Regions from separate parts of the Mus musculus genome. Here all the other regions are linked to region 6. Evidence: chromatin contacts called from public ChIA-PET, Hi-C, HiChIP or PLAC-seq and Micro-C data. All regions are on one chromosome and are shown on one strand. Each heading gives the region's core, a stretch centred on a gene start, on an enhancer-like site or on the middle of the called end of the contact. The rest is flanking DNA. Distances are from core to core; before and after follow the strand shown.

What was found. HiChIP or PLAC-seq counts read pairs in DNA pulled down with a chosen protein or histone mark. Hi-C and Micro-C count contacts between places; a contact is called where the count stands out from the background. ChIA-PET counts read pairs in DNA pulled down with a chosen protein or histone mark.
Region 1: a contact with region 6 is called in a CTCF HiChIP or PLAC-seq map of embryonic stem cells, with 5 times the contacts expected there. The contact joins the promoter of Spsb1 here to the promoter of Cenps in region 6. A contact is called at or near these places in 3 of 39 promoter capture datasets (cranial neural crest, hippocampal neurons and pre-B cells), 1 of 15 datasets of contacts at CTCF or cohesin (embryonic stem cells), 1 of 484 Hi-C or Micro-C datasets (cortical neurons), 1 of 115 datasets of contacts at active chromatin or transcription factors (pancreatic cancer cells) and 1 of 9 other capture datasets (liver).
Region 2: a contact with region 6 is called in an H3K27ac HiChIP or PLAC-seq map of stem cell-derived neural progenitor cells, with 5 times the contacts expected there. The contact joins the promoter of Srm here to the promoter of Cenps in region 6. A contact is called at or near these places in 1 of 39 promoter capture datasets (hippocampal neurons) and 5 of 115 datasets of contacts at active chromatin or transcription factors (astrocytes, embryonic stem cells, forebrain and 2 more).
Region 3: an RNA polymerase II ChIA-PET map of memory CD8 T cells shows a contact between it and region 6, with 6 times the contacts expected there. The contact joins the promoter of Slc25a33 here to the promoter of Cenps in region 6. A contact is called at or near these places in 2 of 39 promoter capture datasets (the 3T3-L1 cell line and stem cell-derived epiblast-like cells) and 3 of 115 datasets of contacts at active chromatin or transcription factors (large pre-B cells, memory CD8 T cells and pancreatic cancer cells).
Region 4: a contact with region 6 is called in a Hi-C map of the G1E-ER4 cell line, with 6 times the contacts expected there. The contact joins the promoter of Gpr157 here to the promoter of Cenps in region 6. A contact is called at or near these places in 1 of 15 datasets of contacts at CTCF or cohesin (embryonic stem cells), 7 of 484 Hi-C or Micro-C datasets (the G1E-ER4 cell line, embryonic stem cells, palatal mesenchyme and 1 more), 1 of 115 datasets of contacts at active chromatin or transcription factors (large pre-B cells) and 1 of 9 other capture datasets (liver).
Region 5: a Micro-C map of B cells shows a contact between it and region 6, with 6 times the contacts expected there. The contact joins the enhancer-like site here to the promoter of Cenps in region 6. A contact is called at or near these places in 1 of 39 promoter capture datasets (hippocampal neurons), 1 of 15 datasets of contacts at CTCF or cohesin (large pre-B cells), 17 of 484 Hi-C or Micro-C datasets (B cells, CD4 T cells, the HL-1 cell line and 12 more), 3 of 115 datasets of contacts at active chromatin or transcription factors (large pre-B cells, pancreatic cancer cells and pro-B cells) and 3 of 9 other capture datasets (adipose tissue, embryonic stem cells and liver).
Region 7: an H3K27ac HiChIP or PLAC-seq map of large pre-B cells shows a contact between it and region 6, with 3 times the contacts expected there. The contact joins the promoter of Slc2a5 here to the promoter of Cenps in region 6. A contact is called at or near these places in 3 of 484 Hi-C or Micro-C datasets (the G1E-ER4 cell line and pre-B cells) and 1 of 115 datasets of contacts at active chromatin or transcription factors (large pre-B cells).

What each region holds. Positions count from the first base shown.
Region 1 is chr4:149,952,490-149,956,537 of GRCm38.p6, reverse strand. Spsb1 (splA/ryanodine receptor domain and SOCS box containing 1) reads left to right here and starts at 1,532. Exons shown (of 3, transcript NM_029035.2): 1 at 1,532-1,685.
Region 2 is chr4:148,589,100-148,593,143 of GRCm38.p6, reverse strand. It overlaps Srm (spermidine synthase), which reads right to left and starts at 1,631. Exons shown (of 7, transcript NM_009272.4): 1 at 1,358-1,631; 2 at 980-1,100; 3 at 570-662. The coding sequence starts at 1,524.
Region 3 is chr4:149,771,844-149,776,011 of GRCm38.p6, reverse strand. It overlaps Slc25a33 (solute carrier family 25, member 33), which reads left to right and starts at 1,745. Exons shown (of 7, transcript NM_027460.2): 1 at 1,745-2,012. The coding sequence starts at 1,957.
Region 4 is chr4:150,085,504-150,089,451 of GRCm38.p6, reverse strand. Gpr157 (G protein-coupled receptor 157) reads right to left here and starts at 1,949. Exons shown (of 4, transcript NM_177366.3): 1 at 1,316-1,949. The coding sequence starts at 1,698.
Region 5 is chr4:149,708,472-149,712,538 of GRCm38.p6, reverse strand. No RefSeq gene overlaps it. Among named protein-coding and RNA genes, the nearest start is that of Tmem201, 28 kb to the left of the region's middle. Within about 2 kb of position 1,813, at least 148 of the 459 cell types and tissues checked have an H3K27ac peak or open chromatin away from gene starts, as enhancers often do. A contact at or near this core is called in B cells, embryonic stem cells, pancreatic cancer cells and 1 more, where this site is marked.
Region 6 is chr4:149,135,289-149,139,161 of GRCm38.p6, reverse strand. Cenps (centromere protein S) reads left to right here and starts at 1,562. Exons shown (of 5, transcript NM_027263.2): 1 at 1,562-1,686. The coding sequence starts at 1,639.
Region 7 is chr4:150,117,595-150,121,378 of GRCm38.p6, reverse strand. It overlaps Slc2a5 (solute carrier family 2 (facilitated glucose transporter), member 5), which reads right to left and starts at 2,035. Exons shown (of 14, transcript NM_019741.3): 1 at 1,829-2,035; 2 at 1,331-1,724; 3 at 614-695. The coding sequence starts at 643.

The DNA.
Region 1 (4,048 bases), core at 283-2,782, 820 kb before region 6:
CCATTCTAACCATTTGAAACAGCTTCCATCTGTTCTGGAAGCTTTCCCCCAGGCAAAAGACAAGTCTTAGAAGAGAGTACATAGTCCCAGGTGTAGTGCTGCAGTACCTGCCCTGTGAGGTGACCGACCACACCTGATAAGGGACACGTACTTCTCGCTCAACATATGGAACATGCTCTCTTTCCAAGCTATATGGGTCAGTGGCTGCCGTGCTCACAGGGAATGCTTCAAATTCCCAGACTTTGAAGAGTCCAACAGGAGGGAGTCACCCCCCTGAGTCACCGGCAAGGCTGCCTGCTCGAAGAGCCAATAGCGCCCCGGAGAGGCCGCTTTCCCCACGCAGACCCACCTTGTCCATAGCAGTCTGGAAGCTTCTGTGTTTTCAAACAAAATTGGCAACAGTGAGGTGGTTGGAATCTACACAGTAGCCTCCGGCCCTTCGGGTCTTTACAGTGAGTGATTAAATAACTTCAGCGGCCACAGTATTTATAGCAACTTCTCTAGCATCCCTCCCCACGTATGGGTGAGGAGTGGGAAGATCTTAAGGGGATATCGCGAAGATGGGAGTGAAAATTCCCTCAGTCACCTGTGACTACTCTCTTCTGTAATGACGGGAAAGGAAAATCCCTTTCAGACTAGAGCTTCTAACGGTGTACTTTTAATGTGAAGTCCCTGTCGCTTGTGCCATCCTAAACTCATTGTCTAGGTACTGTGGACGCCTATGCGACCAGGACCTCGGGGTCTTGAAGTTCTGAGTTGCCTGTCTGTCTCCATGAGCGCGGAAACAGTAAGTATAGAGCAGCCGGATTACACATGGACTCATAGACAGTTCCTTTGCACGACAGCATTACAGAACCTTAACCCGGAGTTTCAAACGAGTTAAGCAAGATCTTGCTCCTGTGATTACTGCTATAACCTCACCCTGCCAAACATTTTTTCCCTAAAGAATGAACCTCAGCTCCTCAATACAGTGCTGGACACCACCGCAGCCCCCGCGCAGGTTTTCTGTTATTATGATCCTGGCCTTAGGTCCAGCCTTTCCTAAAAACTTCTCCAGAGGAATCAAAGCTCTTGCTGCAGAGGCCAAGGCAGAGCGATGTATGTCTGAGCCTACAGCCCTTCTGCAAGAAGGTGGTATCGGGGGCTACAGAGTTCGCAAAGCCCCAAGCCTGCCCTGCCTCAGAGCCCTGCGCGCTCCGGGCTCTCGGGCGACCAGCGCCGCTCAACGCTAGGAAACCCAGCGCTGGGTCGGAAAGTAGAGGGGCGTGGCAGGAGAAGGGGCGTGGTGTAGGGCGGGGCTAAGCGGGAAAGTGCGGAGGGGAGGGCTGTGAGGAGCGCCAGGCAGAAGGGAGGGTTGCGATAAAAAGGGCGTGACCTGAGGCGGGGCGTGGTGAAGGAGCGTGACATGGGGCGTGGCAGGGCAAATGGAGGCGGGGTGGAGCGTACAAGCCCCGCCCACGGCGCGTCCTTCTTTTTTCTCCGCCCTCCCACCTTAGAGCTGTCGGTGGCTTTTTCTTCTCAGCGCAGGAGTCGCGCTCGAGCGGCCCGCGCGCTTGCTGCAGGAACCAGCTCCAGGCGCTGGCGCCGGGGCCACGGGGAGGAAGCGACTTCGCTCTCTGCAGCGGGCGCGGCCCTGGGCACCGCGAGCCTCCGGAGCTCCAAGAGCTGCGGCCTCTCTGTGCGCGGTAGGCGGCATGGGACACCGAAGACCGGTTGGGTGGGCGCGCGTTCGGGCTCTGGGATCCGGGGATGGGGGAGACACGGGGACCACCACGCTGAGAGAACTGAGAGGGTGGGCGCGGGGCAGAGCGTGGGCATAGGGTGGGCACCCGGCGTGGAGCCATGATCGATCTTGGGTCCCCGGAGAGGGGCCGGGCGCCGCCCAGTGCGCTGCCGCTTCTGCTGCGGAGGCTCTGGGGTCCCACCTGCGGGGGCGGCATTGGGTGGGGACCTCAGTGGAGCGGGGACAGTCGCTCCCTAAGATGAGCCTAGGCTGCAAACCGAGAAAGAGGCCTGGGGCTCTCCTTAGTCCCAGGGCGCCTTAGGGTTCTGATTGTTGAGGGGGACTCCCATCGCCAAAGTCGAGGGGACCCCTTCTGCCCCATGCATCGCGACCCTGCTGAGTTAAGTTAGTTTCGCTTTTCCCGCCAGTCCGGGCTCTGATTTGTAGCGGCCCTAGTCCCCCTTCCCGATCCGGCCCCCGTAGCGCCTCTCTCTGGGAGACTGCCTGGTGACACTGCGCGCGGCGCCAGCCACCCCGGAGCCGCCGATGCTTCTCCGGGCAACCGAGGTTATGTCAGGAAATCGATGGAAACAGAGAAACAAGAGCAGCCTGAATCGGATGGTAGAGCAGAGGATGAGTTGTCCCGCGCCTGACGAGTGTGCGAGGACTTGCTAATCTCCAAGTTTAAGGATGTGCCATGGCAAAGACTGAATGTTCACAAATGGTGCCTGTGAAGATGTTTGCCAGCCAGGAAGTTGTGTGTGCTTTTGCGAATGAGAGTGTGACCTTGTGAGTTTCTGTTCGTGTCTGTTGTTGTGTATCGTTGTGAATATGTGTGTTTCCTAAATGTTCTTGCCTGTCTGTGAACAGTAGTGGGGCTGGCCATTGGCTCTGGAAGGTTGTGGAGTATAACTCCCCTTGCTTGGTTGGTTTTGGTAAGTGGGGTATTGCTGGAGTGCTGGCTGGCACCTTTCCAGGGAAGCTCCTGCCAGCTGAGCGGGGCTCAGGCTCCTCTCTCTTTTTCTCTGAACTCAAGCTGTACAGTGTGGTGGTGAGCTGGCAGAAGCTGCTTCCTGAGTGAGTAATAGTTAATTAAACACTTTAGTTAGTAACATCAGAAACTGCTCATGAGCTGAGTTTTAACAGGTGTTTATGGTAAGAGCGCCAGCCCCCATGATGAAGGCTTGGTGTCCTTGAAGGTTTAGGATCGCCGACGAGTGTGTGTGTGTATGTGTGTGTGTGTGTGTGTATGTGGGTACACACACACACACACACACATACACACACACACTCACACACACACACACACACACACACACACACACACACACACACACACACACACGCTGAGGTAGGATGGCCTGGAGGGAGTTGGCTTTCTTCCTAATTGTTAGACTCTAGGAGAGAGTGGGATTGCCTTTTCCTTTCTGCCCTACGCCTTCCCAGCTCGCATCTCTGGGAGGCAGAAAGCACTACACTAACATTAGTGGTACAGACAGAGGGAACCATTCAGTCAGAGAATCCCAACATCATTTAGAGACTATCTGCCCAGACCAACCCTTTCCCAGTGGAGGCCCAGAGAGGTTGGGTGATTTAGCCAAAGTGCACAGCCAGGGCTATGCACCAAGACAAAAATCCTGGCTGTTGCTTACTGTCCCTAGCTCTGAGGTCATAGGCCAGTTATCTGCAAACTGACGGGCTGGATTAGATCATCTGAAACAGTTCTTCTCCTTTTACTGCAGGGAACACTTCTTCCAATAGATCGAAGATGTTATCTAGATGGGAGATATGGAGTTTCTGAATCCGGAAACTTTACAAGCCTTTTTCTTCCTTAGCCTGTATCCCACTCAAATCAGCCAGACCAAAACCTGGGGAGAAGCCATAACTGTCAGTCTTAGGAAGGCTGGTTCTTGCCTGGGGCCCTGGGTGAAGTCACTTAGGGGGTAAATTAGGCTTCTTGAGTGCGAGGCTGTGCCAGCAAGGGTGGACACACCCTTCAATGGATTCCTCGTGGCTGCTGCATAAAATGGGTCCCCTTGGAATCAGCAGAGATGTTGAATTTCTCCTTGCTCCCCAGGCGCTTCTCATAGTGTTGTGAGTTTAATCTAGGGACTTCACACCAGTCTCTTTCAGAAATAGTGTGTGGCCAATATTCATGAATTGATTCATCTTTTTGTTAGGATGCACAGTGCATGGCAGGTATGCCTCCATGGGTCTGGGCGCCAGCACACAGTCCCTGCGTTCCCTGCAAGCCAGATTAGTGAGAGCAAGAGCAAAAGGCTGCCTATCACCCGGGGCTCTCAGTGCCGTGCCCACCCTTCTGCA
Region 2 (4,044 bases), core at 382-2,881, 550 kb after region 6:
CCCTGCAGACCAAGTCCCATCTGAGCTTCTGCATTTTTGAGAGATGGTCTCAGATAACTCACGCTGGCCTCAAACTCTTGATCGTCCTGCTTCTACCCAAGTGCTGGGGCTGTAAGCATGCGTGGCTGCACACTTCCTATCAGCCTGTGTTCTCCATATCTTTTATCCCTGTCTGGCCTCATCATGTCATGCTGTGTTATGGTGTCTTCTCCAACCCAAACACCAGCTCTACACTCAGGGGCTCACCTGTCCATGGCCGTATCAACCCAGCACCTTGGGTAACACTCAGCATACAGTAAGTGCTCACTAAAACCATGCTGGGTCTCAAGGGGAGATGCCATAAGTTGTTGAGCTCTCTGGCTCTGCCTGGGCTCTGAAAGCACTAAGAGTTAACATCCATGGTGTGGTGTGTGCCAGGCCTTAACAATCTGGTTTTCCTACTGAACCCTCTTTTCAGACTGAGGAAACAGGGCAGGGATGGTAAGAACATTGCGCCTCGGGGTGCAGAGTCAGGATGGGACAGAGCTGACTCTGGTGACTCAAATCCAGGCCTCCTGGACTGCACCCACCTCATCAATCTCGCACTGGACCACCGACTCCACAGAGGGGTGCTTCACCACTTCCCGTAGGACGCCCCCATCTCCACCCCCGATGATCAGCACCTGGGCCAGGGAAGGACAAGTCAGGACTGAGCAGGCCCACTCCCACAGAACCTGATCTTCCCAGCTACAGGACTCTGAGTCATTCTCTACTCTCCAGAACGCTTCTGTGCCACGGGGTCCTTCCTGGCAGCCTGGGTTCCCCTCTCGGGGCTTCTAAGGAGACCAGCTCTCCCAGGAGCTCTATTCATCCTGACCGACCCGCATTTTCTGACAGTCATCTGGGTAGCATCTGCCCCCAAACATCCTCACCTAGTGTCAGCCCGACATGCTTTTCTAGGACCCCGAGCTCAGGGCTGAACCCAGGGGCAATGCGGTACCTTCCGCGGGTTGGGGTGGCTGCAGAGCGGCAGGTTGGCGATCATCTCCTGGTAGGAGAACTCATCCCTCTCAGTACACTGGATGACGCCATCCAGAACCAGCACGTTGCCGTAGGTTTTACTGCGGGCAGAGACAGTCGGGGACGTGGGTCCTGGGACACTGGGAGGTTAGGTCCCTGTCCTCCCTGGGCGTGCACGTGGCCGCCATGGGGTCCAGGGGTGGGCATTCGGGGTGACACGTGGCAGGCGAGCCACGTGTGGGGGCTGGGTGGGTCCCGGGGTCCCCTCGGCTGACGTGTCCCGATAGTGACACGTGGACGCAGGGCCGGGCCCAGCGCAGAACTTCTGACAGCTGCACCGGCGCGCGGCGGGCCATACCTGCGGAAGACGAGGATGTCTTGGTACCGCGATCGCCGGTGGTGAAGCAGCTGCTCCACTTGCAGCGACAGGGCCTGGCCGGGCCACAGGCTGCAGGTCTCTCGGAACCAGCCCTCACGGATGGCGGCGGGGCCGGGCGCGGCTGGGCCGTCGGGGCCAGGCTCCATGGCGGGCGGGCGGGCCGACGGAGCGCGTAGCGGGTTCGGGACTGCAGGGCGCGCGGACCCCCCCCAGCACAACGTGACCAGCTCTGCCCGCTGCCCGCGCCGCAACCTAACCCGCTCGGGGGCGGGGCCTACGGAGGGGCGGGACCCCGGCTCTCCAATGGCGGCGTGGGCCGGCCCGCAGCTTCACCAGGAGTTCATTGGCTCCCCGGGCTGCAACTAGCAGTGATTGGTTGGGCCGTGCTGTCTGTCAGCCGCAGCAGGGTAGTGCGGCCGGCTGCCGGGCCACGTGGGGAGAGGCCCTGGCGGCGGGAGGGTTCCGGGGCGGGCCGCGCCGGCGCAGCGGTTCGAGGGCTGGGGCCCATCCTTGGACCCCCGTAGGGTTTGAGCAGATCGTGTCTAGTCTGGGCGCACATGGGACTTTTATTTACTTGCGAGGATTGTCGCGCCATTTGGCTACTTTGCTCCGGATTGTCAGCCAGGAGCGGGTGGCTGCAGAATAAGAATGGAGCTCTTTCTAAATTTACCAGCTGAGGCCCCGCACATGCATATTCAAAACCAAAAAAGACTGGCGCGGCTTTTTTTTTCTTTTTACAAACTGGGTCTTGCTCCTTGAAGGGTGGGAGGGAACGTGGCTGTTTTTATGAAAATGTCAAGGAACTTATCAGAATCACATTAAGCATGCTAATTACCGAATATTAAATGCTAATTGCTCCATACACAGTTTGAATGCCAAAGAAGGAAGACGAACCACGAATAAGCTATTCCTGACACGGTGTCAGGGACGGTTTCTGACTGATACTCAGCAGCCTCCACCTGGAGTGGGAGCATGTCCCCTTGTCATAACGCACAGCTGAAGGGCATGAGCTGTTGCTTGGAGCCCTGTCCCTGCCTTGGCTGACTTCAAGCTCGCAAACGGAGGGAGGGAGGGAGGTCTACAAAGTTGCTACCAGGGCATCCAGGGTCACAATGGCTCAGATGGAGATTCGTGTCCAGTTTTACGAACTTGACGGGGACAGCATGTGTTGTGTACATAAAAAGATAAAGAGGGGGGCTGGAGAGATGGCTCAGCAGTTAAGAGCACTGAGTGCTCTTCCAAAGGTCCTGAGTTCAAATCCCAGCAACCACATGGTGGCTTACAACCATCCGTAATGAGATCTGATGCCCTCTTCTGGTGTGTCTGAAGACAGCTGCAGTGTACTTACATTTAATAATAAATAAATCTAAAAAAAAAATTTTTTTTTTTTAAAAAGAAGCCGGGAGTGGTGGCGCACGCCTTTAATCCCAGCACTCGGGAGGCAGAGGCAGGCGGATTTCTGAGTTCGAGGCCAGCCTGGTCTACAAAGTGAGTGCCAGGACAGCCAGGGCTACACAGAGAAACCCTGTCTCGAAAAACCAAAAAAAAAAAAAAAAAAAAAAAAAAAAGATAAAGAGGTATAAGAATATGTTTTATGGGGGTGTGGTGAGGGATGGGGGAAGAGGGTGCTTCAGCGGGCCCATGCCAAGGCATCCCTTCCCCCTGAGGGACCAGCTACAAGGTATAGTATAGAACAGTTTAGGGCATGGGGAGGGGAGTTAAGAGGGTAGTAGAAGCAGAGAGAGGGAGAGAGTAGAGAAATAGAGGCCAACGTGGAAAAAGGGGAGGGGGCAGAGGGAATGCAGAGATGCAGAGAGAGGAAAGAATAAGAGAGAAGAGGGCGGGGGGGGGGGGGCGGAAAGCAGCCCTTTTTATAGTGGGCCAGGCCTAACTGTGGGGAGGAGCATACCTGGCTGTTACCAGGTAACTATGGGGGCGGAGTCCAAACAGAATACCAACATTGTGGACTCAAGACTATCTACTGAGCAGCCTCCGTACTTACCAACCAGCACAGTTCTGCCTCTGGGCTATGGATGGCTGTTTATTTGCCAGAGGCCCCGAGCCAGAACGCAGCTTGCCAGAAGGCTAGGGATGCTTCCTGGAGATGGCAGCCCCTGAGGGCGGGCTGAGTTGAATCCATTACATTCCTCCCCTAGGAAGTAAGAGAGGGAGCAAAGTTGTTCCGGAATGTGCCCTCTAGGAAGACTGAATTGACCACACCTGTCAGATTTAGGAAGATTCCGATACTGGAAAAACGGCAAGTAAAGCCAGGCATGGTGGTCCATACCTCTAATTCTAGCACTTAATGAGGCAGAGGCATGTTTGGATCTCTGTAAGTTCAAGGTCAGCCTGGTCTACATAGTGAGTTCAGAACGATACACAATGCAACCCTCTCTACAAAACAAAACAACAACAAAACCAAAAAACTAAAAAGCCAACCAACCCCCAAATCCAAACAAAAAACTAAAGCAAGCGAACCAAAAACTAGGAATGCAAACTCCCCAAACGGTTTTGTCTTAAACAAAACTAAATGAAGCCATGTAAGCAGAAATCTTCCAGAGTGCCCAGTGGCCCAAAGTGCCAGCCAGCTGGGGACCTGGACGAAGGCCTGCGGTTTTGCCTTTAGTCTCACTAACCAGTCCACGGAAAACCACAGTGATATAGAC
Region 3 (4,168 bases), core at 496-2,995, 640 kb before region 6:
GCTGCAGAGTTGGTGGGACACACACAGACCTGGAGTCCCTAGCAGGGGAGGGGGAAGGAAGGAAGGAAAGGATGAGTTCCAAGACTTGTCAGAGCTAGAAGTGTCAGAAGCAGAAGAAGGGAGAAAGTAAGAAAGAGGGAAGAGAGGGAGGGAGGGAGGGAGGGAGGGGAAGGGAGAGAGTATGAGTCAGTTTAGAAGCTGACATTAATGGCCTTGGTGCCTGTGCAGAATATAGAGTCACTACCAGGGCAGGGAACAGAAGAGACTGAGCAGGCTTGGGGGAGGAGTAGAATGATCAGTTCAATCTAGGACATTTGTTTATTAGTTCCCTGGGCAGTACTAGGTGGCAGGTACCGTGACAGGAACAATCTGTTAAGAACAACCATGAAGTGTAAAAACAAGGCCCCCCACTCCCATGGAGCTTGCATTCCAGAATGGGACAAACAGTTTGAATAAAACAGAGTGAGTACACGAGCCCACATGGAGTCACCGAAGCCATGTGATCAGGGTGCTGCCAGGGCAACCAGGCAAAGCCCAGCCAAGAGCCAGACCTGGAGGTAAGAAGATGCCAGGCTCACTGTGGCAGTGGTCCAGGATATTTAAGGGGAGGAGCGATCTGGGTCGCTCAAGTCCGAGCATCAGCGCACACAGTACAAAATTCACACTGCAAAATACATACCAAATATAATGCTATTTATAGAAAGATCAAGAACACACAAAACACTAAGGGTAGGCTAGAGGAGGGCAGGCTGTTTAGGTGACGTGTTTTTTTTTTTTTTTTCCTATTTAAGCTCAGAGCTGTGAGATGTAATATGTAATCACCATACATGTTTATACATGGAAATATTACAGAATGAAATTCTTAAAAAGATCGGGAGCTCAGGGTAAATGTACTTGCAGCCAAATCCGACAACTTGAGTCCAATTCCTGGGACCCGTGAGGCATGGTGGCTCATGCCTTCAATCACAGCACTCAGGAGGCAGAAGCAGGTAGATCTGTGAGTTTGAGGCCAGTTTGGTCTACACAGTAAGTTCCAGAACACCTAGAACTACACAGAGAAACCCTGTCTCAAAAAACAAGTCAATTCCTGGGACCTGCATGATGAATAGGCAAAACTGACTCCTGCAAGCTGTGCTCTGGTCTTCACCATTAGACAGTGGCATGTGTGAACCCATGACATCCCTTAAAAACACACAATAAAAACCACAAAAAACAGCTGGGTAATCTCAGCACTGGAGAGGCAGAGGCAAAAGGATCAATGTGACTTCGAGGTTATCTTGGTCTACATAGAAAGTTCCAAGGTGCTGGGTAGTGGTGGCGCACGCCTTTAGGCCCAGCACTTGGGAGGCAGAGGCAGGCGGATAAAATGTGAATTTGAGGCCAAGCTTGGTCTACATGGCAAGTTCCAGGCAGTCCAGGACTGCAATGTAAGACTGTCTTAAAAAAAAACAAATCACACACACATAAACATAATTTTAAAAAGAAGAAAAAGAAGAAGAGGTTTGGAGCATAGGGCATGGTTACACACTCAGTTTCCAGCCTCTGAGAAGGACCAAGCAGCTTTGACCAGTTTGCTGGTCATCCTCTTATTATCCTGAGCAGCCCTTCGGGGCCTGATCCCGCCCCGCGTTGCACGACCGCCACGCCCACATCCACCTGCCGTCCAATAGGCGTACGGGATCCGGGCCCACACCTCCGCCGCGCCGCGCCCCGCGACGTCACGGCCCGGCCTCCGCCACGTGACGGCCGCGCGCTAGGCTCTCTGCCTAGCGGCTGGAAAGCGCCGCAGAGGCCGCTGACTGGCCGGGCGCGACGCCGCGGAGGGAGCCGGGCGCCTGGGCCTCCCGCGCGCATGGGCGCGTCGGCGGCTGCCTGAGGAAGGCAGCGAAGCCAGCGGAGCTCAAGACCTCGCGCGTCCCACGAGCGGCTGCGGCGGGCCGCGGAGCCGGCGCGGCCATGGCGACGGGCACTCAGCAGAAAGAGAACACGCTGCTTCATCTCTTCGCCGGCGGGTGAGTCTGGGGCCCGAGCTGCTCTCGCCTCAGCCCCGGCCTTCTCCCCCTGCGTGCCGTGGCCTTGGGAATCCGCGTTTCCCGTCCGTCGCGGACTGGGGTGAAGCCAGGACGGGCAGCCCAGGAGGGTCGTGGCTTCGGCGTCCCCACCGCGGGGTCAGCCGGCACGGCGGCTTTCCACCCGGCGCGTCCGCGGTCCCATCCCCCACCCACCGGCCGCCTCTCGCCGTATTCTCCTTTTGAACAATTCCTGGCTGGTGTGACTGTCACCAGGGGCGATCGCGCCGAGCCCCTGTGGCTCCGGCCTCCTGGCGTTTTCCTGATCACGCTGCGGTCACTCACCGCTGCAGAGGTGCGGATGCTGGAGGTCCCGGGGCAGCTAGCCCAGGAGGTACTGCGCTGGGTCAGAGCTGCGGGCAGGTGTCGCAGGGCAGCCCGTGGCCTGCCCTGCGGAGTATGGGGGGTTGGGGGGGAACGGATGCTGGTCTGCACCACGTGGGACGGTAAATGGGGACCTCGGAAGGTTGGTCAGTGCTAATCGATCCTAAAGCACCTTTCAGTGATTTTCAGTGGAGGAACACATCATGATAGGAGGATACAACTAGGAGCTGAATTAACCCCCTAAAAAAACGAAAGTTTGGGGTTTTCTTTTTTAAATAGTATTTTTCTTTTCCTTTTGTCATAGCTGCTAGTGGCTTGGGACCCTTTTGGTGCTGGTTTTTCAAACTATCTATGGAGCTGTGTCCCCAGCCCTGGGGTCATGAAGAGCTCTTTGAGATTTAGCCCAGCTATTTAAGTTTTACATAACATGCAGCGTTTTTCCTGTGTTATCATCTTCACTTGAGAACTATAACTGGACCTAAACAGTTCCATATACTAGAAAGTAATGGTTAATGAAAGGGTTATCCAGAAAATAACGGTGATGAAAGGGTTTCTGGTGCCTTGGTCCTTTTACCTGGCAGGCTGGCAGTACCTTTCACCCGTCAGATAGCTTTAATGGTTGTGCCTAGGCAGGAGGAATTTCTTGTTCATCCATTTCTGTCAGGCCTTCATTCCTCCTATCCATGTCTTCATTGGTATTAACCTTTGAGAGTAAGCCTTAGAAGGCACCCTCACTTTATATAAATGTGTCATCCCAGGGAACTTAAAGTCTGTTAGGCATATTTTTAAAGCCAAGAGAAATAAGTTTATACTCAATGGGTTGTTTTGTTTGTTTGTTATACTTTTTCTTTTCTTTTCTTTTTTAACTGAGTGGTCTCTTATGTTGTATGTCTGCCTGCTCTTAACTGGGGGAGTTTCAGAGTGGCCTGTGTTGAGGCTCACTACTATAGTTGATGACCCTGTCTGGATGGATTTCCCTGCACACCCTTCACAGTGCCCTCTGGCTGCCAATTCCAGCCTCTTACGTGCTGATAGAGAATACTGCAATGGGCAGTGAGGCTTGCGGGACTCATTAAGAGGCAGGGAGTTTATTAGTGCTGTGCCTGAAGCAGTGGTGTTTAACAAGTTCTGGTTCCTTCATTAGCCATTTAAGATCTCTGTGCTTGCAGATGAGAAAAGAAATGAACCCTCAAAAAGCTGCTTTCAGAGCTCTAATTGGATTTTAGCCTAAAACACCTTTTAAGGTAGAGCATGAAAGGAGTCAGTATAAAGAGGGCACAGACTATAGTTAAAAGTTGTCAGCCCAGGGGTCTGGTAAGCCCTTTCCTCTGTTGTTAGCTGGCATCTCTCCAGAGAGCTAAGTTCAATGCCTTTGAGAAGTCTGAGATCTTGCTTTTAAAATCTGTTGGTTTCCCTTGTTTGTTGAATAATCATTGAAGGCTATGTTCCCAAACAGATTTAACGATATCCCTGATTATAATAATATAAACAAGTTTTGTTTTTTGGAGACAAGGTCTAGAACTCACAGAGATCTTCTGTCTCTGCTTCTACCTCCCAAGTACCACGATTAAAGATATGTGCCACCAGGTCCTGGTAATACACTTCTACTAGCTATCAAAGGCTTATAAATTAATATAACCAGTGAAAATCTATTTTAGATCCTGGAAAAAAAACAGACTGCACCAAAACAATTCATAGTCTTTTTTGTTTGTTTGTTTGTTTATTTTTGGTTTTTGGTTTTTCCAGAGAGGGTTTCTCTGTGTAGCCCTGGCTGT
Region 4 (3,948 bases), core at 700-3,199, 950 kb before region 6:
TTGCTTGGCAAGTGGAGAGGAGGGCTCTTTCGTTTCTTTAGGACCGGCTGGTCTCCTTCCAACAGCTACAAGAACAGGAGGTCAAGTGACTCTTCCCAGCTTGTGGCCTCTGCGTGTGACACCCAGGTGACCTGTCTCTACCAAAGTGCTGACTACCCGCTCGGCCCTTGGAAAGCATTCAAGTTTTTAATAGAAGGGACCTATAATTAGGGCGGACGCTGGTGCCTTGAGCTGAGGCAAAGAGACAGGAAACAAGCCTTAGGCTTCCTGCCTCAAATTCTGCGCAGACTGCCGAGAATTTCAAACTGAAACGACAGGAGGGAAGGCTGGCCTCTGGGCACAGCTTTCTTGCTGACAAGCGTGAAAGAAGAGTGGACCAGCATAGTGCAGGGCCTTGGGCTTCCCCACTCTCAGGGACTCCAGGTGGCTGACAGCCTGACCCTGACCTGAGTTCTCGACAATCAAGACCACATCGAGTGACCTGGAGAGATGGTTGAGAGCATGGTTAAGAGAAGTGATTAAGAGCACTTCTTGCTCTTGTAGAGGACCTTGGTTCAATTCCCGGCACCCACATGATGGTTCACAACCATTTGTAACTCCAGTTCCAGGGGATCCGATACCCTCGTCTGACCTACGAGGGCGCCAAGTACACATACACGTGACACATACACATACATACATGCAGTCAGTTCACACACATAAAATAAAATGAATAAATCTTTTTTAAAAGCGTCTAAGAAAGTGCAGGTAATGGGGGCCTGAAGTTTATAAATGTCGTGAAAAGCTTAAAGAAGCATACCTCTGTGCATTTTACAGTTGGCACACTATCGTCTGAGAGTGGCTGGACGCACCACAACCACTGTGGTATAGAATTGGAAGCTGTGGGCTTTTAGGCCAGGGCAGCCACCTAACTCATCTTCTAGCCTGCAGACTGGAACTTCTCTCCATGGGCAGCAGAGACTGCCAGATCGCGGTGAAGTAGGAGGCAAAGGGCACAGACTGTCTCCAATTCCTTTCTAAATGGCAGACCTCTTCCTATGGGCAAGTTCTGCACCCACCCACACCTTGCTGGGAGATTCTGGCTGGGGCAGATACAGAGACCACCCTCTTCAGAGACGCTCAGACAGGTTTGGCTCCAACTTTTTGGGCAAGTTGGGCACCCTTCCATGGTTCGGGGATGCATGTGACTGCCAGTAGGACACACCACCTTGACACCTAGATAGGGAAAGCACGAATGCCACAGCACAGCACGCAAGGCCCGGGACCCATAAGCCTGGGTCTGGGGCCTGGAGGCAAAGCCGGGTCTCCTACTCACCTGATGAGGTGAAAAGCCCAGATTAGGTGGTCCGTGGAGGGCCCGCGCGTAGTTCGGACGATGCTGAGGTATAGGTAGAGGGCGATGGCCACCGTCCAGAAGAAGGAGCTGGTGTTGGCGAAAGTAGAGAGAGCGCCCTGAAGGACGCAATCCCACGAAGTGCCCGCAAAGTCCTGCAGCACTCCGTAGAAGTACGAGGCAGCCGAGAGCAGGTCCGCTAGCGACAGGAAGAGTAGCAGGCGCCGCGCCCGGCTACGCAGGTCAGGCCACAGGGCGTGCGTGGCCACCAGGAGGCCCGAGCCCAGAGCTGACAGCGCACACGACAGCAGCACCACCGCGCGCTCCCACGGCAGCAGCTCGGTGGGAGGCGCGGGTGAGGGCATGGTGGGTTGGGGACCAAGGGCAGACAGCCAGGGTGCACAGGCCTAAGGGTGCCGAGAGGTCGTGGCCAAGCCGAGCCCGCGGTCGCCTCTGTCTGGGCATTTGGCGCCCGGGCTCGCGTCCCCACGGGTCCCGCCTGCGTCCCAGCCCCGCCCAGTCTAACAACTACACAACAGCGGTCTCACCGCGGCGCCCTCCACTCCCTGTCCCTGAGCTCTACAATCCTACCCTGAGTCCTCCAGGTCCCTCCCTTGAGCACTCCACGCCCGCCCCTGAGCACTCTAATCTCGTCCCGAGTCCCCGCCCCTGCTGTCTCCAAGCTGGTAGCCCCTTCATGAGCTCTCCACACCCCGACTCTGTAACCCTGCGCGCTCTCCTCGCGTCCCGCCCCTGCACCCCGCCCCTGCGCAGTAACACATCCGAATCTGAAGCTCCAGCGCTCCGCCCCTGAGCTCTCCATGTCCCGCCCTGTAGCCCCAGAGCCCCGCCCAGCCTCCTTCAAGCTCCTCCCATGCCCCCCACTTGCGCATTGCTCCGCCCTGATGCTCTTTCAGCCTCAAGCTCAATCGCTTCTCCGCGTTTCCCCACGCCTCTGCGCCTCTACGCTTCCCTCTTACCTAGTACCTCCCAGTCCTGTCCCAATCGTTGCCTTCTGCCTCTCAGAGCCACTCTAGGAGGTTAGCAAATGGCCAGGACATCCTGTTCTGGGGGTTGGGGGGAGGCGGGGAGGGGAGAATGGCATTTTTAAGGCTAATGTTACTTTCCCCTGATCAGCCTGCTTACGTGTGTGTTGGGGAGGGGAGGGGTGGTTGCTGGAAACATTCTTTCCGATGGTGGCAAAAACAGGTCCAGAGCATGGCCTACATTCCTGAAGCTTGGGTACTCGAAATCTTCACAAGATCTGTGGTGGTGATTTGGGGAAGTTTCTAACTTTTGTTACAATGAAAGTATTGTGTTTTTGTGGGGCTGGGTGTACAACTCAGGACCTTACACATCCCAATGAAGTGCTCACCTACTGAAATATATATATACTTTTAGTTCCTTGTTTATTCTATATACCTTATTAGTGCTATTTTAAAAATACATTTTATCATTTTACGTGCGTGGATATTTTGTCTGCACGGATGTACCTGTACCATGTGTATGCAGTGCCCACAGAGGCTAGAAAAGTGCGTCAGACTCCCCACCCCCTGCACCATGTGGGGGCTGGATTCGAATCTGATCCTCTGGAAGAGCAGCAAGTGCTCTTAACCGCTGAGCCATCTCTCCAGCGCCAGGTGCGATGTTAAGGAATGAAACATTAGTGCCTATGAGATGGCCTTGAGTAATTGCCAGGGCAGAATAACACTGACAGTCTGAATTTGATTCTCAGGACGCACTTGGTGGGGTAAATTGTCATCTGACCTCCACATCTGACCTCCACACCTGTGGCTGGCGTACCCCCATACCCATAAATTTAAAAAAATGTAATTTTAAATATGTTACATGAAAAGAAAAAAGTAAGGAAGCATAGTTCCCAGTTTACAGAGGTTTTTTTTTTTTTTCTTGTTTGAACATTTTGTATTTCTTAGGGATGGAGATACTTGTGCAAGATCCAGCTTGCATATTCGATGGCCCACAACCACTTATGACTCCAGCTGCAGTGCATCCCATGGCCTGCTCTCTAAGGGCAAGGTACTCGCAAGCACATAAGTTAGTATGGGGGCACACACACACATAATTAATAATAATAATAATAATAATAATAATAAGGCCGGGAAGTAGTGGCGCACGCCTTTAATCCCAGCACTTGAGAGGCAGAGGCAGGTGGATTTCTGAGTTCAAGGCCAGCCTGGTCTACAAAGTGAGTTCCAGGACAGCCAGGGCTATACAGAGAAACCCTGTCTGGAAAAACCAAAAACAAACAAACAAACAAACAAATAAATAAATAATAATAATAAATTTTTAAAATGTATGTTTTATTGTCATCAACAATGGCCCTTTTAGCCCTACAAGTCACTGAGTTTTAGTACATTTATTAGTTTGTGCAACCACAGTAATGATTTAATCTATAGCATTTGCTCTCCCTCAAGTACTTGGGCTGGAAAGATGGGCCAGCAATGAAGAGCAGAGGGCTTAAGTTCAGGACCCACGAGGGCTAACAGTTGGTCACCTCTAGTTCCAGGGCATCGGACGCCCTCTGCTGTGCTCTCCTGGTACTACACACACAAGGCGCACAGGCATACATAAAATGCAAATAAGTAAATCTTGTT
Region 5 (4,067 bases), core at 564-3,063, 570 kb before region 6:
CCTTATTCTCAACTGCGGCCTCACTCGATACACCATCCACAGTCTGCTTCCCAGACCACAGTCAGAAACCAGCCCTTTAACTGGGACGGAAAAGGGGACTTTGTAGTAGGTAACCTTGTCCCCAAAGTTGTTTTCCCTGTTTTTGGATGACTGTTGATAAAGCCCAGTTCCCACGACCCCCCTGTCAGGCTCCGCTAACTTGCTGGAGCCCCTCTGAGAACTCTGGGAACTGTTCCCTGGCTCTTTCTGACTTGTAATAAAGGACTAGACGTGACAGAGACAGTGGAGAGAGGAATGAATGGCCCAGGTCAGGGAGGGCACGGGGCACCCTGGCTGCACTGACCAGAAAGCGCTCAGAACACTGCCCTCTTGAGGTACAGTGTTGCCTAGCACCCAGGAAGCCCCAGCATCCCAGAAAGCCAGGGGCCTGTAATCCTAGCACTTCAGAGGCCTGGGCAGGAGGATCAGTGTCCGCCTCAGCTCTGTAGTGAGTTTGGGGCCAGTCTAGGATCCATGAGATTTTTTTCTCAAAACAAACGACAAAGATCCCCCTGTTCTCTTGAGGATTTATGTGGGAGCGGCTGGTGACATCTAGACCTTCTTCCCCTCTCAGTAAGCTGGAGGGAGGGCAGGGCTGAAAGTTCCCACCCTCTCCACACAGCTAGTTAGTTTCCCTTAGCAGCCAGCCCCATCCTCAGACTGTCCAGCAGCCCTCAGGCCTGGTCAGCCCTGGCCACAGAAAGACACCACTGCAGAATTTTCCAGGACGTTAGGAGCTGAGTGCAGGCGACTGGACAAAGGTCAAATATGCATGTGACAGCATTACAGGTACTGGCAGCTCTGGTGAGAGCCAGAGACTGAGGCACCCTCACCTGTCCCCACTTGCGACACCCACCTAGCTGACCTATCCTGGGTCTCTTCAACAGGTCCCAAGTCTACTTTTCTGGGAAGGACTTGATTGGCCTCGCTGGAATCCGAGCCTCCATTCTGGTCCAGTAAGTTATGGCCATGAGTCAAGTTTGTCTGCTGGTTGCCCACCTTCTTGATTACAAAGGGGAAGAGTTGCCAAAAACAGGCCAGACTAACAGGCTAGAAGCTAACTGTGTCCATGTGAGTTCATCCTGTTTTGGTCTTGCTTAACACACACATACATACAACACACAAACAGACACACACATATCATCCACAATACACACACATATACAACGTGCACACCAATACAAGACAAGACACATATATACACAAACATAACACACACACTTAATATACCAACAGACATACACAAATACACATATATACACATATATAAAATGTATAAAATGCACAACATGAAAAACAGACACATACACCATATACAATACAGAGCCACATACAGAAACACACAGCACACACAACACAGAGAAACACAAACATAAGAGAGACAAGCACATACACACACACAAACACAGCACACAAGCAAGCACATGCACACATATACACAGAAACACACACACACAGCACACAAGCAAGCACATGCACGCTTGTTCAATCTCTTTAGATTTCCTTTATTTTTTATTTATTTTTTATTTTTTGATTGAACTCACGTCCTCTGGAAGATCAGTCAGTGCTCTTAACTGCTGAGCCACCTACCTGTCCAGCCCCTCCTCTGCTTTTCTAAGACATCCTCATTCCTGTTGCCCTCTTTAATGGTTCTGTCCTCAGCCCTACCTTCTGCCCCTCTCCTGTTTTGCTGTCCCTCCTCTAGGTGGCTCCCTAGGACTCCTCAGTGTATGAACGATCAGTCAGTTAACCACACCAGACTCTGTAGAGCAGAGGCACAGAAGCGATGTGGAAAGCTGTGCTCTGATGTTAGCTTGTCTGGGCTTACCCGTGTAAGGAAGCAAGGCTGCCCCAGGCTCCGCCCACAGGGAAGTTAGCCATTGTGGGACTCTCTTCTAGCCCTGCCTGAGAATTTCTTGGCCAGGCTTTTTCTTGTAGAGCTGTGATGGCCATGGCCATTCCCTGCCTGGTGCCGGGACTTTGGCAGAGCCATGTCCCTAAGGATGGGATGACACAGTTTGCTTCTCAGATCTCCATCCATCATAAAGCCCTAGTGGATTACCTGAAATTTATACTTTGCTTAGTTATGTGTACAGGGCTCTGGTAGAACATGGTGGTATTCTTTTTGTTGTGGTTGTTGTTGTTTTTGGTTTTTTGTTGTTTTGTTTTGTTTGTTTTTTAAAGATTTATTTATTTATTATATGTAAGTACACTGTAGTTGTCTTCAGATACACCAGAAGAGGGCATCAGATCTCATTATGGGTGGTTGTGAGCCACCATGTGGTTGCTGGAATTTGAACTTCGGACCTTCGGAAGAGCAGTTGGGTGCCCTTACCCACTGAGCCATCTCACCAGCCCCTGTTTTTGTTTTTTGAGGCAGGGTTTCTCTGTGTATCCCTTCCTGTCCTGGAACTCACTTTGTAGACCAGGCTGGCCTCGAACTCAGAGATCCGCCTGCCTCTACCTCCTGAGTGCTGGGATTAAAGATGAACACCACTGCCAGGCAGTGTTGGCACACGCCTTTGATCCCAGCACTTGGGAGGCAGAGGCAGGCGAATTTCTGAGTTCCAGGGCAGCCTGGTCTACGAAGTGAGTTCCAGAACAGCCAGGGCTACACAGAGAAACCCTGTCTCGAAAAAAACAAAACAAAACAAAACAGGAGACAGAGGCAGGTGGATCTCTCTCTGAGTTTGAGGCCAGTCTGGATTTCAGAGCAAGGTCCAGGAGCTACACGGAGAAACCCTGTCTAAAATAAAATAAAATGTGTATAGGGGCTGGAGAAATTCAGTGGCTAAGAGCACTGACTGCTCTTGCAAAGGACCCAGGTTTGGTTCCCAGCATCTACATGGTGACTCACAACCACCTGTAACTCTAGTTGCGGTCTTCTGACCTCCATGTTTATCAGGCACACATGTGGTGTGTGTGTGTGTGTGTGTGTGTGTGTGTGTGTGTGTGTGTGTGTGCAAGCAGGCAAAACACTCATAGCCAGAAGAATAAAATAAATACATATACTAAGATGAAAAATTACGTGTATATATGTGTCTATGTAGCAATCCCTGCAAAGGCCATAGGAGAACATCAGATCCCCTGGAGCTGAAGTTACAAGCAGCTGTGGACTGCTCAATGGGAGAAGCAAACTTGAGTCCTCTGCAAAAACAAACAGAACCAGCTCCTAAGGTCAGCATTGTCTCTCCAGCCCCATCTCTGCAATGTTTATTTGGAGTCATACCTCTTGTCTAGGCCAATGCCTTGAAATCCTGTCCACTTGAATCTTTAGCCTTAAAGTGGGCAGGCCCCAGGGTGTGGGCTTCCAAGCAGTAGAGGAAGAGTTGTCAGCTCAAGGGTGGGATGGGGAAACCATTTTCCAGATGGGCGTGGAAGGCTTTCTCTTTCATTTCTTGGAAGATGACTTCCCCTCCAGCAGTTTCCAGAAGGCCCCAGGCTTGCTGTCTAACAGGAGGAGATAGTTTACAGGGACCAGTGGTCAGAGTCATCAGCCCGATGATGGCTCTTCTTAAAGAAATCTGTTCCCTTGCCGGGAGCAGTGTGCCAGTTTAGGGTTCCACATAGGGTGTGTCTTCTGCCATGTATTTGAGCCTTAGTAGTCTTTGACTCTAGGCGGGGAAAAAAGAATATACCTTTACAAAGTTAAATATAAACTGGCCAGTGGTGGTGGACTCCTTTAATCCCCACATCAGGGAGGTAGAAGCAGGTGCTGGGGTCTTGGGCTTACTCCACAAGCACTGTATAAGACCTACACCCCAGCTCTCTTTCTTTTTCTTGAACAGACAGAATAATCCTGAACCTAGTCTTACAGCACCTAGGAAGGCTGGTAGACATAAGTACAAGCCTGCCTATCTTGTTACTAAGTTTCTTAATGGTTGTCCCAACCTGGAAGTCACAGGAGGCCAATGATCCTAGCAGAGCCGGTCTGGTACCATGTAATACGGGTGGCCAGCCTCCAAGCCAAGAACAGAGAATTCCCTACTTCCCCTTGCCTGGCCTCAAGTCAGCTAATTTCCTATTTT
Region 6 (3,873 bases), core at 313-2,812:
AGAAATCTGCCTGCCTCTCAAGTGCTGGGATTAAAGGAGTGCGCCACCACCACCTGGCTCTTTCTTTCTTTTTTAAAGATTTATTTATTATATACGTAAGTACACTGTAGCTGTCTTCAGACACTCCAGAAGAGGGTGTCAGATCTCATTACAGATGGTTGACCTCTGAGTCATCTCTCCAGCCCCAAGTTATTTTTCTGTGTCAATGACTGGCAGGCAAATTACAGCGATAATATGAAATAGCTGGTAGGCATTGGCTACAGCCATTTCGGGGCCAGGCAGACCTCTCTACAGATCCTTTTTTTAATGTCTGAGTGTTTTGCCTGCGTGCATGAATTGGGCTCTTGGAGATCAGAAGAGAGCACTGACTCCTGGAAACAGTAATCATAGACAGGTGTGAACCACCATGTGGGTGCCATGAACCAAATCCTGGTCTGCAGGAACGGCAGCTGTTATTATTGCAGAGCCACCTCAGAGCCTCTCGCTGTATAGCTTGACATAATGGAGAAGCAGCCACTCTTGTCCCTGGTAACGTGAACCACTCGCTCTGAGGGGATAGCGTTTGAGCAGTGATCTCACTGATCACTGATTTGGTGCTGGTGGAAGAGCCATAAAAATCCAAGGTTCCTTGCACGAGGTTGTGTGTGTGAATGGTTCACCATAGAAGGCGCTGCCTTCCATAACTTACATCAACTGGCTATTGGTTTGTGTGAGTGTGAGCACACAGTGGATGTAAGAAAACAACTTTCTGGAGTCAGTTCTGGGAATCAAACTCAGGGCCTCAGGGCCCCAGGCTTGCAGGGCAATGTGTTTTGACCCACAAAACGATCTTTTTTCTCTCTCTTTCTTCTCTCTCTTTCTTCTCTCTCTTTCTTCTTTCTCTTTCTTTCTTTCCGAGACAGGGTTTCTCTGTATAGCTCTGGCTGTCCTGGAACTCACTTTGTAGACCAGGCTGGCCTCGAACTCAGAAATTCGCCTGCCTCTGCCTCCCAAGTGCTAGGATTAAAGGCATGTGCCACCATGCCTGGCTTTCACAAAGCTATCTTGCCAGCCAAGTGCTTTATCATCTGTTAATTGTGGGCTATACACTCTTGCTTTTTTTGTTTTGTTTTGTTTTTTAATTTTAAGGCAAGTTTCACTATGTAGCCCTGGCTGGTCTGGAACTCACAGAGATCCACTGGCCTATGACTCAAGAGTGCTGGGATTAAAAGGGTGCATCACCAGGCCCAACATATATATATTTTTTACTTAAACACTTTTATTTACTTATATATTTATTATGCATATGTGTGTATTTGTGTGTGCATCTGCATGCGGGTACCAAGAGAGACCAAGAGAGAACATTGTGTCCCTTAGAGATGGAATTACACGTGTTTAGTGAGCCACCTGATGTGGGTGGTGCGTCTGGCCGGTGCTCTCAGTGACTGCTAACCAGTGAGCCATCTCACGCACGTTCTTACAGATGCTTGAACCCCGGGTCACACCAACGCTAAGACCCTTCCGCGAGCTGTCGCCAGGGGGCGCGCGCGGGACAGGAAGGAGGCGCTTCGCGCTTTGACCCTCGGCGCCGCCCGTCGCAGAGGTAGCGCGGGAAAGTCTGAGCCGACAGTGGCGCGCCGACCGGGGTTGTCCGCAGTGATGGAGGAGGTGGAGGCTGAGGAGCCGCAGGAGTTCTCTCACCGGCAGGTATAAAATAAATGGGGTCCCAGCAAGGGCAGGACGTGAGGTCCTGGGAGAGGGAAAGGCCCCGAGTCCCTAGCCGGCCTCCGCGTGTGCGCATGCGTCGCTCGGCTGCAAGGAGGGGGTGCGGTCCGCCGAGCCTGCGTCCAGCTCGCCAGAGTCCGGGTGTCCCGGCGCTGTGAGGGTCGGGTGTGGGCGCTACAGAGAGACGATGGGGCTTGGAGGAGCGTTTGCCCAGCATGAGGGAATCTATGGGTTCGAGTCCCAGCACCGCACCTACCGGGCTTGGTGGTGAACGACTGTGACCCCAGCACGGAGCGGGGTGTGTGTGGAAGCGAGAGGCTTAGGGTGGAGGCAGAAGCCAGTTTAGAGTCATTTTCAGCGATATACCGAGTTCGAGGCCAACCGGGATTACGGGAGGCCCTGTCTTAAAGGAGGGCCCGCCCGGTGGTGGCGGCGCAAGTCCTTAATCCCAGACTGAGGCAGGCACATCTCTCAATTGGTCTACAGAGTGAGTTCCAGGACAGCTAAGGCTACACTGAGAAACCCTGTCTCGAAAAACAAAACAAAAACAACAAAACAAAACAAAAACAACAAAACAAAACAAAACAACAAAAGAGGCTGGGGATAGCGCGTGTGAGGGTGAGAGAGATGCAGGAGAGACACACAGACTAATTCAGGGGCTGAGGCAGGAGGATTACGAGTTTTAGATCAGTTAAGTACCTAGAGAGACCCTGTCTCAGGAACAAGCGAGGACAGTGCGTGGGGCTCAGGCCTTTAATTTCAGGAGTCAGAGCGAGCGGTGTGTGTGAGCTTGAGGCTAGCCTGGTTTACATAGTGAGACCTGAGCAGTTCACTAGGACCTGGGAAACGTTGTCTATTCTATGCTGCAGAGCCCGGAGTCAGCCCCTGGCAGGCTGCCCTAGAACCCACCCTCTGGCGTCGGTTGTGATTTCGGGTCCTCTAGTCAGTTAGTCGTGGCCCAAATATAGTTTTCTCCTTTGCAAAGTCGGAATACGGATAACTACTGCACGGGGTGGTGTCAGAGCCAATATTCAGTTGTTTGATGAATCAGAGCTGCCATCTCAGCTGGGAATGATTGTGAGCTCAGGGTTGGGGGTTGCTTCCTTAGGTATCTGCGTCCCATCGGCTGTCTGCCCTGCACTCCTGTTTTAAGAAATTCAGAACCTGGGCTGGAGAGATGGCTCAGTGGGTAAGAGCACCCAACTGCTCTTCTGAAGGTCAGGAGTTCAAATCCCAGCAACCACATGGTGGCTCACAACCATCTGTAACAAGATCTGACTCCCTCTTCTGGAGTGTCTGAAGACAGCTACAGTGTACTTACATATAATAAATAAATAAATCTTAAAAAAAAAAAAAAAGAAATTCAGAACCTTTAGAACCATCGCTAGAGCCCAGCTGTGAGCACCCAAGCGGCCATCATCTGTTTTCACTTGGCAGCTTGCTTTCATTTCAGTGGTCCTCAACCTGTGGGTTGAGACCCCAATTAGATATCCTGCCTATCTGATAATTATGATTCACAACAGAGATTCACAAAGTTACAGTTATGAAGTAGCAATGAAATAATTCTGTGGTTTATGTATTAAAATTAAATAGTAAAACAATTTTACTACACGAGGAACTGAGTTAAAGGATGGCATCCTTGGGAAAGCAGGGAGCCACTGCTCATCTGCTCTCTGTAGCAAGCGCAATTCTCAGGCTCTCATTTCAGTTGTAGAGCCCTGACCCTCCTTAGGGAGTGTGGCTAAGCCGTTTTAGCCTGCTGGAGGCTCTGAGTTCAGATGAAGCCTGGCACGGGCCACTGAGCGCAGATTTCTGGGAGGCAACCTGGTCTGCAGAGTGAGTTCCAGGCCAACCAGTGTTACACGGAGACCCTGTCTAGAAAATAAAATAAGATGAGAACACAAGTCAAGTTCAGGGTGGCATATTTGTCTTCTGCAGAGGAGGAAGGTTCTCTGTTCTCTTACACCCTTCTGATCGATTGTTACATTTCACAAGTGTGTTCAGTTGTTGAACTTTGTTTGTTTTTGTTTTTTCCAGACAGGGTTTCTCTGTGTAGCTCTGGCTGTCCTAGAACTCACTCTGTAGACCAGGCTGGCCTTGAATTCAGAAATCCTCCTGCCTCTGCCTCCCAAGGTGTTGGGGTTAAAGGCGTGAGCCACCACGCCCGGC
Region 7 (3,784 bases), core at 786-3,285, 980 kb before region 6:
AAATCCACCTGCCTCTGCCTCCCAAGTGCTGGGACTAAAGGCGTGCGCTACCACTGCCCAGCTCATGTTACCTTCTTGGCGCTGGAAATTTTTCTCAACCAAGGAAATCTACACCTAATCCCTACTTACACTGTGAGTTTGGAAGAGAAAGGAAAAAAAAATTTTTTTTTTTTTTTGACAAACAGGGTCTTTATCCTAGGCTGGCTTTGAACTCCCTTTGTGGCTGAGATTAACCTCAAACTCCTCATCTCCCACCTCTACCTCCCAAGGGCTAAGGCACAAGCGTGAGCCATACCTGCTTCACCTTGGACTTTCTGGACCCATGGTAAGTACTCTACGAGCAGAACCATACTCACCAGCCCCGTTTCAGGCACTTTCCGAGAGCTGTTCCGGTGGCAGGATTCCTAACGGGCATCTGTCTACAAACACTGCACTGACTCCTATAAAACCCTACTCTTTGCTGGGCTTCTGAGCAAACTGCCCTCTTCCAGACAAGCGCATCCCGCCGCCCAGGGCAGGTTCTGCAATACCTGAGCAAGAAGCTGAGCAGTCGACACCCACCCCCGCCCCCGCCCCACCCCCCTCCTCTGACCGCTGCCAGCCACATACTCACCCCTGTCTCCTCTTGATGTTTTTCCTCCATCGTTGCTCTGCAAGTGCAGCCTGCGGCTCACCTCCTCAAAGTGCCAGCTGTGCTGTTCGGGAGGGAAGATATTTAGGCTGCACTTTGGCCGTGCCAACTCTCAGCCAATTGCATTTTTATTGCTAGTCTAAGTCAGAATAACCCTTTCAGGCACCGGCAGCGTTTGCCCTGCCTTTCACTTCTGCTTTTAAGTTAAACATGTAGAGTTTGGCTAAGCCAGTGGGTCCCCTGAAACTGTGGACTCAGCGAGGTACCCAGGGGAAACAGCCTCCACTGCTCAAGTCTTCACCAGGCACGGCCTTGAAAAATGACTAGAAAGTGTATTTCTGTCTGGAACACATGGACAGCAACAGCTGTCACCAGCCCTATGCCACATTAGATAATGGGCTAACATATGGGGCTGTAAAGGCTTAGCCTAGTGTTTCCCACCACACCTTCTACTGCCAAGTGTCCCTAGTGGAGAGTCAGTTCTTGCTCAAGCAACCATGATGAAACTGTTATTATCGTTACTATCACTATTATTATTGGTGCTGGAGACCGAGTACGGATTGCCTGTGCTCTAGGGCTGAGCTATCTACCCTGGCCTTAGGTAACGCTGTTTGAGGAGAAAACTTTATTTTGTCTTTTTAAGGAACCCCGAGCGGCCCGGAGAGATACACTTTTCAGTACTGGGAAAGTAGCAAATACCTTCTTGTACTCTTCCTTTGCAGGGCAGGCTAAGTCCCCAGAGGCTGGTGTGAGTCCAGCAATCTGCCCACAAGCTGGTCACCACGGGCTCCGGCGCTCAGCACGTGTTCAACTGCTACCGGACTGACCAGGCCAGGCAGCCAAAACCTGAGCAAAGTCCCACCAGGCCCGCAGATTTTCATCCTTGTTAGACATGCTCCTTTGATTTATTAGCTGTTGCTCGAGTTCAGTCAGCAGATGTCTTTCTTCTTGTCCTTCACCCTTCAGCCGTTTATCAGGAGCCCACTCTGCATCCAGAAGTGTAGATCCGCTCGGGTAGCAATGGACAGTGGGGGCGTCTCCTTCCAGGAAAACTTCCTTGTTTTCTTCCCACTCCAACACGGTGGCTCTTCAACTAAGGCGTGACGGGGCCAGAGAGATTCATGTATTTCAAATAGTTTGAAGAAAAACAAAACCTTCCAAAGAAAATGCACGTAAATTGTAGGTGGTGTCACTTACTTCGGGGGCGGGAGTGAGAGGTGGGGTACAGAAATAACGAGCCGAGTTTACAATCTTGGGAGCGTAGGGAACAGAGGCCAGCTTCTTGGCCCCCAACTATTAATCTTCTCTCTGCCTGTTTTACTGTAAAATGAGATCTGAAAGCTGAGGGTTCAATCCCTGCCTCAACTTTCTCAACAGGGTAGGTGGGTGGGTGGGTGCAGGTCTGTGGTCAGACCCTGAGAGAAGTATTCGGAGTGGGAGTCTGGTTTCTGCGCAGTCGCAGTTCAGCGCGACCAACGCTCATCCTCAGTCCCAAGAGCACTTGCGGTTGAGGTGAGCCGGGGAGGGGTGCGGAGGGGCAGGAGCGGGTAGGGGGCGGGGGCGGGGGAGGGGGCGGAGCTGCATGCGTCCCTGTGTCCCCTGGAGGGAGCTGGCGATTCTGTCTGGTCCTCTGGGCTGGCAACTGCAGTCTGCCCCAAGGACATCCATCCCCAGGGCTCTCTTCTCCAAGAGAGAAGAGAAGGTCATTCTATAGACATGTCTTCTGTGTCCCCTGAAGAACCTGTCCGCAATTTCAGGACCCAGCCAAGCCACGGCCAACAGGGTGGAGGGCTGGAAGGTGGGCAGTGGGCACTCTTAGGAACACAGTACCCTGGGTGCATCTGGTTTGAAAGTGTGTGGATGGATCCTCTTGGTTTTCAGACCTCCCAGATGGATCCGGCCTGCTGAGCCTTCCCTGGCCATCTCGCCCTTGCTTCTGTGGCTTCTGAATGCGGCAGGAAATCCACCGCTGTATCTAAGCTTTGGGATTCATTTTTATGCTTTTGTTTGTTTGTTTGTTTGTTTGTTTGTGTTTTGAGACTGAGTTCCATTATGTAGTCCAGGGTGTTGTGGAATTCACTGTATAGTCCAGGTAGGTCTTGAACCTGAGAGAGCCTGGTCTCGGATTCCCAAATGTTAGGGTTACAGGTCTGAGCCTCTGGTTCAATGGGACCTTTAAAAAGGCCTTTAATAAGCACTAATAAACCCACGGACATTTTGGTGAGTTAAAGAGCACAGAATGAGGCGGGTGGAAAGAATACATGTGACGAATTACTAATATTTCCAGGAATTTGACCTGGGTTTAGCAGCCATCTCTGATAAGAGCCAAGGGATTGTCTTAAAGAGAAAAGGGAGTGGCCAGGTGCAGTTCTCCGGGCTGGACTCTAGAGGGCCTTCTTCCATACCTTTCTCTTGGGGAAGTCATTTGATCCACAGTGGGGAAGGATGTGAGACAGGCCGAGCCCACCAAGCAGCCTCTCAGATCTTTTATATTAAGTTGCTTCTAAAATATTTTAAAATATCTATGTCATTTTACGTGAGTGTTTTGCCTTCATGTATGTGTGTACTGCATGTGGAAACTGGTGCCTGCTTAGGTCGCAAGAGGATGATAGATCCCCTTGAAGTGGACTTACATGTATGGTTCTGAGCCACCATGTGGGTGCTGGGAACCAAACCTGGCTCCTTTGCAAGAAGAACAAGAGTTCTTAACTGCTGAGCCCTCTCTCCAGCCCTTAAATTGCCTCTAAGTAGGGAAATAACTTTGCCAAAAATTCTGGGATGAAGGTCTAGGTCTCAGATCCCAATTCCAAAACCACGATTAGTAACACAACACAGAAACTTTGTCAGTACACAGTCCAGAAGAAGAGTATTGCTCAGTGTGGTGGCACAGCCTACGATCCCAGCACTAGGGAGGTGGAGGCAGGCTATCAGAAGATCTAGGCCATACTTGGATAGACAGTGTGGGCTATGCAAGACCATGTCTAAAAAAAAATAAAAAATAAAAGGGGGGGAGGGAGGAAGGAAGAGAGAGAGAGAGAGAGAGAGAGAAGGGAGGGTGAGGGAGGGGAGGAAAACCTAAATGTTTGGAAGCTGCTCTTTCTGGGATGTGAGTTTTCCTGTTAGTCAGTGTTTTTATTTACCCGGCCCTTTGCT